Linked DNA regions of Mus musculus: region 2 is linked to region 1. Evidence: chromatin contacts called from public HiChIP or PLAC-seq data. All regions are on one chromosome and are shown on one strand. The core of a region is the stretch at or near the end of the contact, and the rest is flanking DNA. Distances in the headings are between cores, read along the strand shown.

Region 1 (7,087 bases), core at 1,486-3,985:
TCCCTGTTCTTCCTGCTTTCTGTCTCCGTGGCTGGTTTCAGGACACGTCAGCACTGAGCTGGAAGCCAAGCCCAGCCCAGCAGCTTTATAAACACACACAGAGCCATTTCCGAACTTCTCCCTGTTGTTCAAAAGTGTTCAGGTTTCCTGGGGGCTAAAGAGGGGGCTCCATGGTTCAGAGCTCTTTCAGAGGACCCAAATTCAATTCTGAGCACCTACTCACAACTGCCTATAACTCCGGTTCCAAATCCAGGAGATCCAGTGCTCTCCTCTGGCATCCAAAGACTTCTGAACTTGTACACACACACACACATACATACACACACACACACACACACACACACACACACACACACACACACACACATATACATGTTCAGGTTTTCTCAGTTCTGATGATGGAAACCCAACACATACACAGACAATTGGAACTCAGAGAGATCTTAAAGCTCCCTGCAGCCACCAGAAAAGGAGGTGCTACATCAGTCGACCTGCCATTCAGTAACAGCTAAAGCTGAAACCAGGACAAAAAATATACATATGATGCAGCTCACCTAACACAGTTAGTTGTCAGGTCAGTCAGGTTGCTACTCCGTTGTGCCACCGCTGCATCCCTAGTCAATGTTCTTGCACACAGCACTTCAGACATCCATTGTCACTATAATAAGAGACTCAGCCTTAGAACCTTCCGAATCTAAACCATCATCCAAAGCACCGAGTGAACTATTGGGAGTAATATGTGATGCCGTTGGTTCTCTTTTCTTTAACAAGGGGTGTCTATTGTAACTCTTAGTAACTCAGAACTATTCTTCCTCCAAATCCCCCAACAAGTTCTATACATCTTGAGTGACTTGGGTAAGTCTTGTGGCCTTAATGACCAAGTGTAGCCAGACATGGCTCTAATTTCCTTTCAGTAGTGTATGCTATGATAGCTGTGTGCCAGTGGTTATGGAGAGGCCCAAGAAGAGCAGGTAAGCGACTGCTGTGTAACGATGCTCTTTAGGTCCTCCGATCATCTCTGCTTTGTGTCCTTAGAGACCCATTGCTGTCAAAGATCAAAACTAACAACAATGAGACAGTTAGGATTAAGGGCTATGCATGACTCCACCCCATCATGGTATGTGGGGTGTGGGTGTGGCAGTTTCTGTGTACACTCTTTACACACCCCCACATACTCACACACCCAAATGTCTGCTACCTGTTTCCCAGTCCCAGGTGAAGACCTGATCTCTCAGAGCTGGTGGGGACTCCCACATTGGCCAAGCTCCATTATTACAGCCTCTCAAAACACAGAAGGCCAATTCTAGATGACTGACTTGGCTCACTCTATTAGGTGCTATTTTCTATGTGTATTTCAAGACACAAGTTGATTCCCTACTCATTACATGATTAAGAGAGAACCCTGAATAAAACCTCAGTTGGTACTGAGGCTTCCTGAGAGTCTAGGAGCAACACAAGGGTAGCCTTGTGTTGGTCAGAAGTGCCACAGGCTACATCTCCATCCATAAGAAAGGAAAGATCTCAGTCCTCCAAGCAAGCCACTTACAGCCCGCACCTGCCTCTCTGTACCTTCACCACAGTGTCTTGCTCATTTCCCCATCCCCTAAAGGGCATCTTTACACAGCAGTGTGAATGACTCCTTCCTGCTGTAGCTGAAGATCCACGTTTCCCATATGCTTGTCCTCCTGAGAATAATCTACTTTAAAAAGCTGAGGAGAGCAGAAAGCAAATGTTCACCACATCAGCATGAGGATATGAGTTCAGTCCCCTTCAAACACATTTTTTAAAAATGCAAAAATGAGCCGGGCGTGGTGGTGCATGCCTTTGATCCCAGCACTCAGGAGGCAGAGGCAGGCAGATTTCTGAGTTCGAGGCCAGCCTAGTCTACAAAGTAAGTTCCAGGACAGCCAGGGCTATACAGAGAAACCCTGTCTTGAAAAACCAAAAAAAAAAAAAAAAAATGCAAAAATGAAAAATAAACTAGGCGTAGTAACACATGCTTATAATCTCAGCTTTGGGAAGACAGAGACAGAGGACAATTTCTGGAGCTTTCTGGGTGATGCTGTCTCAAAAACCAAGATGGAATCCTCCATGTGGACATTCATTCATTCATTCATTCATGTTCTCCCTCCCTTCCTCTCTCCCTCCCTCCCTTCCTTCCCTCCCCCTCTCTCTCCATGCACACACACATACACAAGAAGGAAAAAGAGAATGTTTTTTTAGGATTCAAGAATATCAATCTAAACTTATCCATCTTCATTTTAAAAAGGGGCAGAAAGGTTCAGTGAGGACATCATCTCCCCAAAAGTGATATCACATGCAACCATTCTGACGGGTCTATCTTCTTGTACCCAGTTAGGTGCTCCTTAAGTCGTCTTGCACTGGTGGAGTGCGAGGTGGGTGTGGGTTAAGAGCTGTTATCTCTTGTCAAGAGCTTTTGTGTAAAGGTCTGCAAAACCATGTATGATTTTAAAGGCCAGAGTGTTCTACTCTCTCTTGGGTCTTAGATGTCTGTGCTATCCCAGCAGAGTCTTGCTGCTGCTGCTGCATGCAAGCCATCTTCCAAATATAGAGGTAGGCTTCCCCCAAGCCTGGCCCAGTGGGACACGTGCCTGTAGATGTATGGATAGCTGCCTCCCTGAGTCACCACTTCTGTGCTACCCTAGGAGCGCAGCACTGAGATTGCAGAGTGGTGAGGCAGACATACACGCCATCTTACAGTGAAGTCCAGACAGGCCCGCTCACCTCTGTGCTTCCCCTCAGAGGAAGCATAGTTTGGCAAAAGCCATCCTATGACCTGTGTGTGAGTAACGGTGCAAACATTGCTGTGTGTTCTGTGGGAAGAGAGGCAGGTTAAAGAGGGAGAGTACAGGTTCTCTCATTCATGTGCTGAATCTGACCTGAAAATGAAGAATGAAGGGACACAGGCGCGAGCAAGGTGTCCTCTCCTCTCTATGACTTTCGTGGTTGTCAGTGTGAGCAGAAGAGTATGCCATCAGTATGCCATCAGTATGTGAGGTTTCAATCTCCTAGGTCCAGGATAGACAGGATTTCTCCTGTCCTTCTCCATCAGATTCTATGCAGGATTGCAGATGTAATGCTGCTCTGAAATTTCTGTGTTGTGGGTGACTATGGGGCATAGCAACGCATTCTCAAATCTAAAACTCATTATAGACAAATCAAGCAATCTGTGGGTTTCACCGCTGACTCTTAAAAGTTTTCATGAGTGAAATGAGGGTAGTACTACTAGTAGTTTAAGATTGTGAGGATGAATAAGGGATATTAAACACATAGGGGACAGTCATAGGCACACTGTAGCAACTCAGTAAATTACAGTGTATCCTTTTAACTCTAAATCCCTCTCTCTCATGGAGTATATGCAAAGTTGGAAGCCAAGTTCTCAGGAAACTAAATTCTTCAAGGAAACGTGAAACCTATGAAGTCCAAAGTAGTCCAGTCTTTGGCTCACCCACCAGTCCACACAACAGCACCCACATTTTGCTTCCTGTAGTTGGAAAAGGAAAGGATCCAACAGCACCCACATTTTGCTTCCTGCAGTTGGAAAAGGAAAGGATCCGCCTGAATCTGATGTTTATGTCTTATTGAGACTAAGCCTGATTCTTCCTTGTGGGGAGCCACCCTCACATTCGCTGTTGCAAGATGGCGCTGACATCCTGTGTTCTAAGTGGTAAACAAATAATCTGCGCATGTGCCAAGGGTAGTTTTCCACTACATGTGCTCTGCCTTCCCCGTGACGACAACTCGGCCGATGGGCTGCAGCCAATCAGGGAGTAATATGTCCTAGGCGGAGAATAATTCTCCTTAAAAAGGGACGGGGTTTCGCCATTCTCTTTTTTTGCTCTCTTGCTCTGGCTCTTGCTTCTTGCTCCTGAAGATGTAAGCAATAAAGCTCTTGCACTCTTGCGCTCTTGCGCTCTGGCTCCTAAAGATGTAAGCAATAGAGCTCTTGCGCTCTTGCACTCTTGCTCCTGAAGATGTAAGCAATAAAGTTTTGCCGCAGAAGATTCTGGTTTGCTGCGTCTTTCCTGGCCGGTCGAGAACGCGTGTAAGACTTCCTGCTTCTGAATATTCAAAACCAACTTCCTTGATTGTCAATCTTATATGGTCAGGGACCAGACTGTCAGCTTCTTCATCTTCCTACTAACTTACCCACAAGGAAGGACGTGTACCCAAATCAAGAGATAAAAGCTAAAAATGTTTCAAGATTCCTAGAACACCTTGTAAAACTAAGATTGGCATCTCTCTGGCATGGATCAGCTGTTAGTGTGGAAGAGTCAAGAGGGGCTTGTGATGGGCTCTCTCATCCCTCCTGGTGTCAGGATTCTAGGGATTACAGGAGCCATCATCACCATCATGGTCATTACTGGCACCGAGCACACACACGTGAGTTAAAGACAGGAAGCATTCTAGACTGTCATTCTCTTGCCTGTTCCCTAGCAGGATTTTCATCTTTGTTGATCATCTGCCAAGGATGAAGAGTTCAAAATAGTCTAAAATATAATGACATCCTGGGAAAGCCCTGGACCAGTGAATTTCAATCTTGCTCATAAAATGAGGTAGGAGATGTAGTCAGGTCTATTACAGCACTGATGTGCTTGTCTGCTTTTTCACACCACCAATCTGCCTCAGTCCATGCCTACCCAAGAACCAGGAGGATATTTGCCCCATTGCACTAGTTTTCACTGTAATAAAGAGGGACACATGTATTTGTATATAAGTCAATGCAAAAGTCAGGCAGGGAAGCCATGGAAATAGGGAGAGTGGAAATGGACAGAAGGGAATACTCTGTATACCTTTGTACATAGTTCAAACTTAAAAGCCTTGGTGACATTTCACACAAGCTTCAAATGCTAAACAAGCAAGAAAACCAACACCCATAGTGTAGGGAGAGGGAGGGGGGACTCTAAAATGGACTACAAATAGAAGACATTGGTGTAACTGTGCTAGAAATCATGTCAAGGGACAGAGGAAAGGAAGGAAATTAAAATAAGAAGAGTAAAAACACCCTGCAAACATGAGGATCTGAGTTTAAATCCCCAACACACAGACACACACACACAGACACACAGAGCATGCATTCACACACATACACATGAGTGTACACACACATAAACACACAAGCACATACGCATATGAGCACATTCACACATATATACATGAATGTACTCATACATGAGCACATACACATGAGCTCTTACATACATGAACATGCATACACACATGAGTATACACATACAGGAACACATACACAAGCACACAGGAACACACACACATAGACACAAACATGTATGCACACATGAACACATACACAAGTGTACAACACACATATATCTGAGTGCGCGTGGACACACACACACACATGAGCATACACACATGCACACCATAATTTGACAGTGCTTTTTTTTTTCAAAATAGGCAGATACTATTTCATAAGTGTGTGTATCACCCTTGTGGGTTAAAGAATTTGAAAGTACATTATGTGTACTACAGCAATGAGTAGGTGACTATGTTATGAATAAAGAAGACAAACATTATTGCTGGGAAAAGGAGCTATAAAATAAAGGCTAGAATGAACCCTGTAAGCTGGTTTGGAATTGGAGGAATCTAGTAACTTGTGGGTAGATGGAAGATAGATTGAAGACAAACAGACAGACAAATGATAGATAATCATAGACAGAGACATAGGTATACATTTACTTGGACATCTTTCCTATCTCTCTCCCTGAAATAATCTGGGAACAAAAGGATCCCTATAGCCATGAGCATATCTAACACCCAAACTGTGAGTTCTCAACACCATTCCCTACCAGAAGAAGAGAACTCTTTGTAGAGTTCTACATAAGTGCAGAAAGAAGATACAATGGGCTTCAAATGTCTTCCTTGTACTACCAAAAAACCAAAGATCTATTCAAGCAATGACAGTGGCACCTTGGAAGAATGTCAGCAGAACACAAAGTTCTCTTAGCTAAACACAAAAATGTTGAGCAACAAATAAATGGATTGTACTCCTTGGAATAAAAGAAAACACCAATGGTCCTATACTGATATAAATAACTAGATTAATTAATACTAAATCCTGAAAAAGATACATGCTACAATTCTGATAAATAAAAGCAAGATGATTGCCAGCAATAAAGAGCATCATTCAGAAAACTGTAGGATTTTCAATGTGCACTGAAACTCACAGAGGAAATACAATAAGATATTGGCATAACCTCAGTATATGTCTCAACAAAACAACAACAGAACACCTTACAAACCCAGCATAGTGGTGCACACCTTTAATCCTAGCACTCTGCAGGCAGAAGCAGGCAGATCTCTGTGAGTTTGGGATTAGCCTGGTCTACACAGCAAGTTACAGGCCAACCAGAGCTACCTAGTGAGACCCTGTCTTAAAAACAAACAAATGAAAGATATACTGAAGGAAAATAGTATCTTTGCAAAGAAATGCTTAGCAGATATGTTCAATGATCAACAAAATTTAAGATTTTTGTTATTCTTGCCAAAATAAATAAATAAATAAACAAATAAATAAATAAATAAATCACCTTAAGCATGAGAACACATCAAATACAGAGTGGGAGACAGTCCATCAAAGCATTAGCCAGTATTATTCTTCATAGACTTCAAGGTCTTGAAAAACAAAGTCTTAAGAAATCATCACATATTGAAAGAGACACGAGAGATAACACACGGAGGCCATATGTAACCGTGGGCTGAATCTTTTGTATATTTTGAATATCAATGTTTTGGCTTCTACAACCTTTTATAAATTCAATATTATTGCAAAATAATTTAAAGTTTCAAGATAGAAAGCTGAATTCATCATGACCAACTTTCCCACTACTCTTAGGATAGAGACCAAAATATCTTTTTTCTAAATTACATCTATCTATTTATTTGTGTACTGCACATGCTGTAGGACATACACAGAAGTAGGAGCACACTTTAGGGATAGAACTCAGGTCATCAGACTTGACACCAAGTACCTCCACTCACTGAACCATCTCACTGATCCCAGATTAAAACTCGTAAACACCGACTCCAAACTGTGTAAGTTCCAGCA
Region 2 (7,087 bases), core at 3,277-5,776, 1.0 Mb after region 1:
GAGGGAAACATGCCATCTATGCAGGAGCACGGGGAAGGGCTCCAAGACAGTGTTCACTGACACGTTCTCCCCCCCACTGGAGTGGCAGGCATACTTGGGTCCCTGGCATCCTGGCTACACCTCGACACCTTTGAGTGACCTTGGGTATTTCCTTAGTCCCCACAAGCAATACATCTTCAAACTATCCACTGGGCTGGGCTTGCAGACAATTCATTCTTTCATTCATTCAACAGATATTTGTTGAGTCCCTACTATGTGCCAAAGCAACTTCATTTCACCTTCCCAGGGGCACTTCCAACAGTGCTTTGCTGGAGCACCCCTATATCAAATTTCAGAGCTTCTGTTTTATCTTAGAGAAATAGAAGGACAACTCAAGGCTGGGACAGTCTAGTTCAAGATGTCGTGGGGGACGGTGGGAAGCCGCATGGGCTCAGGGAGGAACTCTCATTTGGTAGATTCCCACACTGCTTTCCCATTGCATTGGTGGCCAAGGGACCCACAGCTCTGCTCCCAAAGGCATCTGGGAACATGGTCATTGGCTCTGGTTCCTGGAAGGGATGGTACAGAGAGTTGATGGCTTCCAGAACACCTTTCCTAAATTTGCTGTAGGTCCAGTTTCTTAAGCTTCTTTACTCTAGTGTTTCTGAGCCTCATGGCATCTCTGATATTTCTGAGCACTGCACAGGGACGGTCTTCACAATGATTTAAGGTCGGGGATGGAGCTGGAAAGCAAGTCTCCACCTCAGCTCCGAGTATTTCAAGGCCCTCAGGGCCTCCAGACACCATTCATGCCCTTTCCCAGGGTGCTCAGAGGTCCACTGTCCCTCACCTCTAGATCCCCAACCTTCAAAGCAAGAGCCACAGAGCCCAACCCCTCAGGTGGCTTCAATGGTATCCATTGTCCAAAGGGCTGTGTGGCTTGACCCCCAGCCCCATAAGTAGCAGGACAGCAGGCTCAGAGAGGAATCTGCCTGCTGCCCCTCCTCTGCCGACTGCCTTGGGGGAGTCTGTAGGGTAGTGGCCCCGCTGAATGTGACCTATTGTCTTCAGGTGGATTTAGGAAGTGCCAAGCTCCCATCAAACAGCCCTGCTCCCCAGGTAAAACAAAAAAAGGGCTGTTCATTTGGGACCTTTCCCCCCCTTATCTCCTTTTCCTATCTCCTTAGGCTTAGCTCTGGTGTAGTGTTCAAAACCACTTCCCCTCCGAGCCAATCAGAAGCCGGGGCTCACTGGCGGCCCTGAGGTGAAGTTATTTATAAACGCCTCCCTGGATTATTTGAGCAGAGCCCTTTCACACACCTCAGGAACACCTCTCTGCTGCCCGCTGCCCAGACACACCTGCAGCCCTGCCCAGCCGGCTCTGCTCACCCAGAGGTAAGCCCCACCCAGCCCAACCCACCCAAGGGCTGGGGGTTATCCAGGGAAGAGAGCAGGCCCCAGGGGTACCTTCAGAAGAGAGATGACGTGGTGGGGGCTTAGGAACCTGAGTACACATGGGAAGGACGTTCTGAACCGGATCCTATGAGCAGCCCTCCAGTCCTTGTGGAGCGCACCATAAAGACCTCAGCTGCTAGGGTGAGTTTCACTGGAAGAATACACAGAATGGACTCTATTGGAGGAGCTCAAAGACACCCAGTCAGAGTCAGGCAAACAGGGCCTTCCAGGAAAAGGAATGGAGCTTGAACCTTTCTGAGCCACCCCCTCCACTTTCTACTTCTTTTCAAGTCCTGGAAGCAGAGAGCTAGCTCTTGGTGCATCTCGAAGTGGCTGTGTCCCCGTCCTTCTGTCTCTACACCCTTTCCTTCCCTCGCTTATTTCCCCATTTCGGGGTATTCTGCATGAGCTCTGTGGACTCCTATTTGGTCCCTGTTGCTTCCATGAAGCTAAAAGAGGTAACTGGAGAGGAAGATAAGGAGCTGAAGGCAAGTGAGGGACAGGCTCTATTGAGCTTAGAGCGTTTCGTGGTGCAGCATCGGGAGGGTCTGGGCCAGTACACTGGTGAGGAGCCAGACTCACAGGCGCCCAGATCCTGAGCCTCCCAGCCCACAGTTCTAAGAGGTCCCAAGGCATCCTTGGGCAGTGTCTCTACTTCTGGAAAACAGCCCAGAGGTTCTCCAGGCTGGGCCAAGCAAATCTGTTATCATCGTGACACCAACTATTCAGTTGAGCTTAGGCCTGTTAGGTGAGAATGCCTGGATGGGTCCCTTAAAGTAGCAAAGCCTTCCCCACCCTGAAATAGGGCAGACTGGGAGAGGATTTTTCTCCCTTAGTGTTTTTACTCAAAGATGATCCTCCCCCAGAGCCCCTGCCGCCCCCAGCAGGCTCTCAGAACCAGCTCTGCTACTCCACCAGGCTTTCTGGCCCCTCCCGGGGTCTGACCTGCCCTGAGGCTCACTCTAGGAAATCCTGATGCAAAGGTCTTTCTTTATCTCTTAGTACTCAGGGGCTTCCAGCAGAGTGACATATAATCTGAATTTAGTGAGAATGTCTCAAACTATACAAAATGACCTCTAGAGGTTTGCTAAAGAAATGGAGACCAGCTGGATGTGAGCCAAATCATGGAGGGTGACGTGGTCATGATTTGGAAGATATAATCCTCCAGGGGAGGTCAGACTTCACTCAGTGCTGTCTTCGGTTTTGACCTATATTCTCGGGGATCACTGGTCTTTTCAGGAACTTCTAAGAATCTTATTCCGTGTCCTTCCAGGGACCTTGTGACCTTGTACAGGTCTCACTGTTAGACTCTGTTCAGCGTCTCACCTTACGGCCTCTACTGGAACTTAGCCCCAGGTCATCTGTTCTCAACAGGGAAAGCAGCAGGGTGGGTGGGCCTGGAGATACAGAATGGAGACTTGAGACTCCCACACAACAGGGAGTCCCCTTTAAAGGATGCAGTCCCAGAGCATCCACGGAGTCAACATTTGCCTTGAGGACATCCTCCTCCACAACAGAGGAGGGCATCAGCCTGGGGTTAGAAAGGGACTACAGATTTGCACCAGAAATTCCATGACAATTGAAAGAGAGAACATTTCAAAATGCCTTAGGGACACACAGGCTCCTACAGCCTCCTTCTGCCTGCCAGGACCTCAGTCTCCAGCCAGGATCCCAACCTTCTCTCCTGTCACCAGCTGATGTCCCCACTCTAGCCAGACAGAGGCTGCCTTTCTCGGGATAGTTACCCCTGATGAAGAAGGCAAGGAACAAGTCCTTGGAGCCCAGGGGACCTCAAGGTGACCTCTCCTCTCCCCAGAACATAGCCATCCGACAGGTAGAGTCCTGTGATAAGGAATCTGCCAACCTAGGTCTGCCCCAGTGTCTGGCAAGGTGTGTCAAGGAAAAATCCCGAGGCACCCTTCCCCCAGCCAGGGCTTAGGAAGGAAGTCACTCTGGGCTACAGTGACAGGGTCACCTCCAGACATGACAGAAATCCAGGGGCAGGCGCTCACCTTTCTGTTCCCCAATGTCCCTTCTCCTACAGAAAAGACTCAGAGTGGGAGGGCCTGTGACTGGAGCATAGGAATAAGTAGGAAAGGGGAAGGCACGGAAAGACAAGTGAGCTGCCTAGCTAGGAAGGGACTCTTCCAGACACAGTCATGATAAAAACAAATGGCCAGGATTGACTGCTTCCCTGGGCCCAGCACCCCAGTTCATTCCCTTGGGCATCACGCTGAGCTCAACCCCTCAAGCATTCTAAGAGGATTCACAGATCTAGTTTGGCATAGGGAGGGGGCCCAGTGAGCTTTCCTTTGTAGGAACTTGTTTGAGGGGGTCCCCACAGAGTCCATCTGTCACTTTCTCCAGCTCCTCAGCTGTACAAGATCCCTAGATTCCTCCAATGCCTGGATGATCTCATTCCTTCCCCAGCCCAGGTTTAGGAATTGTCTGTGTAACCATCTCTCTCTCTCTCTCTCTCTCTCTCTCTCTCTCCAACCCTCTTAAGTCCTAAAGAGCCCACCTCTAGCTCTTCAGGATGCCCTCCCCCTTTTATCCACAGTGAGAGTCACCTTCCTGTTCCTCGGTACTGTCACTCGGCACCTGAAATCCCTCCAGTGGAGGGGCTCACACTGTGATAGGGCAGGGCTCAATACACAACGATGACCGACAGCCGCAGAACACTTGACCCACCAGGGCTGTGTGTTTAACTAGGGATCAATTCATCTCATCTCTGATTCCTCTCTCAATCTTGCTCCCTTTTGTTGTGTGTGTGGTGCCTACGGAGTCAGAAGAGGCTGTCAGATTCCCTGGAACTGGAGTTAGGGATGGGTGTAAGCCACCATGTGGATGCTGGGAATTGAGCTCCAGTCCTCTGCAACTGCTCTGAACCCTGAAGCCATCCCTCCAGCCTTCTGAAAACTCTCTCACCTTCCCACCCAACCCAACATCAGAAGGCTCTCTTAGCACTCTGAGAACCCCCACCAAGCCCTACTACAAAAGGTTGAGGTTTCCTCACCGTGATCTCACACCCTTTTCCCTTCCAAGGCCTGAGGTTAGCTGAGATCGAAGGGACTCTCCCTGCTATGCCCAGCCCTATCTGAAAACAGAAAGTATGAGGAAGGTGCCTCTTCTTCAGGAGCCAGGGATGCCCCTGAGCCTTCACTAGCAACTCTGTCTGCCACCTTGCTGGACCAGCTGGGGCCAGGGAAGGAGGCAGAACATAGGCAGAGTCCTCAAGATGAGAAACAGAATCCGAAAGTCTTGTCTGAGCAGAGCTCATCAGAGAGCCCGGGTCAGTGTTGTCCCTGGGAGTCCAGTACCCTCTTCCTTCATACGCATTTGAATAGTCAGCAGAGGCCTGGTTCACACAGATCTGCAGTTCTTCATGACTCAGTTCTTTCATTCACAAATTACGAGAATTAATTGAGCCAGCACCATCCTCAAGTCCCCTTCTAGCCAGAAAGCCCTGACTTGGTCCACCTGCTGGTTTCTCCTTTTTATAAACAGGTTTGTGGAAAGCCCTGGTTCCCTGCAACAACCTGGTCCTGGAATAGGAGAGGAGGATACGGGAAAGTGGCAGGCTGGAGTTACCAAATGCAAAGGGACTTTTTCCTTCTGTTAGCCTGTGTCACTGGGGACTCCCAGAGTTCAGGCTGCAGGGAAGCCTTGCCCAGAGAGGCAAAGACCATGCTGAGTCACCCATCCAGTGCCTTCTAAAGGGCTGGCAACCCTGTCCCTTTCCTCCCTCATTTTCCTGGACAGGCAGCCAGGAATGGCAGAAGCCCACTTCAGTAGCTACAGAGTAGCCATGAAGGAGAGCTGAGAGGAAGAATAGTCCCCCTCGGCAGGGGGAGTGGGAAAGGTTTCTGGATAGGGGTTGGGGAGGAACTCAAGCCGGTCTCAAGGACAGGCAGCAATGAGTCAGAGCACCTGGGGTGAGGAGGAACTCTGGAGAGAGACCCAAGCCTGTCTGGGGTGAACAACCTGCCTGCATGGGGCAGAGGGACCAGCTAACCGGATCATCCAACACAAGGCCAAAGCGAGGAGCCTGGGCTTGGTCCTCCCAGAAATGATGACTGGGGCTTCCGAGCAGGACATAAGTACCGCGTGGAAGGGGAGAGCTGGTGGCCAAGAAGTCACCTAAGAATGTTGCTTTCGTGAAGTGAGACCGGGAGGGTGGGGGCAGGGTGAAGTCAATTGCACCAGCAGGAAAAGAAAAAGAAAAAAAAAAAAAAAGGACGGAAGTAGCAATAGGACTGGTGAACAAACTGAATGTGGAGGCTGGGGGATGGAGACGAGTGGCAGGAAAGGAGTGACAGAGCAAACAGGCATCTGGAATAGTAGCATGGGATATCCCAGTCTCAAAGTGTGCTAGCAGAACAGGGAGCCTTTAAAATAGCCTGGGACAACCCTTCAGCCCACCACATCCTACAGGCTGGCACAGGAGCAAGATCTCCTCCCGTTCTTCTAAGTGGCTCTGCTTTTTGTCAATCAGCTCACCTTGAAACATTTGGCCAGTTCTTTTGGTCCATTCGGTGGTCTGGGACACACTCCACACACTGCAAGCATCCCTGAAGCCAGGCCTGGCACTATGGGTTCCTCTGGGGCATCAGACTCCTCACCCCCTGCTCCCAGTGAGCCTGCCAAGCAAGCCAGCTAGAAAGCCAGCCCCTGGCAGACCCCCAGGGAAGTTGGAAGGAAGAATGAAGTCATGGTGCTCCATGGAGCATGAAGACTGGATGCTGGAGAATCATATCCCACAAGGAAGAAAGCATCCTCCCATCTTAATAATCACTGCCATTGCCACCTGCTGGGAACCTAGGAAACACATGTGTGTCACACATGAGCTCGCTTAATCCTCACAACAACTGTCGGGACTGTTATTATCCCCACTTATGGGATGAAGAAGCTGCACCTGTGAACCCAGGTCACTCTAAAGCTTAGGATGTTTTCTTGAAACCACATCCGAGTTTCTCCCACTACACGTCTCACATACCACGGCCCTTACTCATTTCTGCCCAGGTCTCCTCCAAAACTCCATTGGTTGATTCACTCAACAAGCATTTGCTAGGTACAAAATACCAGGCAAGGAGCTGGGCAGGGGCTCTGTGGGTAGGTTCATCCACACACCTTACCCTCTGGTGGGTATCATCGTGGGGTTTTACTAACAGGCCAACCTGGACGTTCCAAAGGAAGGCTTTCTCTGCCCACAGACCAAAGGGTTGGGTACACCAATCAATTGGAACACAACTTCCTTAACCAAGACACTCATGTTGTTGTCCCTCTACTCCTTTTTCTTAATTCCTTCTTGACCATCACACATATGTCCCTGTGAAGTAAGGAGCCCACCCCACTGTGCTGATGAGGGGCTGGAGGCTCAGAGACACAATGCCACCCCTTCCTTTCTTCTTTCCAAAATAGCCAGAACCCAGTCTCTGGATTTTCAGCTCTTTCTAGTGTTCTCTTCCATAAAGGCAAATGCACTAACCCACTCCGTGAGGCCTTCACCTAGAAAGTCTGGCAGGGTGGGTCCCTCTGGGGTTACACATCTTCAACACTATCCTCTCAAGTGGGGGGCCTCCCTCAAACCACCGCGTCTACCTCCTCCCCTGAGGGCCTCCACACAGCTTTAACAATTCTCACAGGGAACTCC

Evidence for each region. HiChIP or PLAC-seq counts read pairs in DNA pulled down with a chosen protein or histone mark.
Region 2: a contact with region 1 is called in a FOXA1 HiChIP or PLAC-seq map of pancreatic cancer cells. The contact joins two enhancer-like sites.

The regions. Positions count from the first base shown.
Region 1 is chr1:130,744,631-130,751,717 of GRCm38.p6, forward strand. No RefSeq gene overlaps it. Among named protein-coding and RNA genes, the nearest start is that of Gm28857, 6.9 kb to the left of the region's middle. Within about 2 kb of position 2,736, at least 7 of the 459 cell types and tissues checked have an H3K27ac peak or open chromatin away from gene starts, as enhancers often do. A contact at or near this core is called in pancreatic cancer cells, where this site is marked.
Region 2 is chr1:131,742,740-131,749,826 of GRCm38.p6, forward strand. It overlaps Slc26a9 (solute carrier family 26, member 9), which reads left to right and starts at 1,283. Exons shown (of 21, transcript NM_177243.4): 1 at 1,283-1,374. Within about 2 kb of position 4,527, at least 41 of the 459 cell types and tissues checked have an H3K27ac peak or open chromatin away from gene starts, as enhancers often do. A contact at or near this core is called in pancreatic cancer cells, where this site is marked.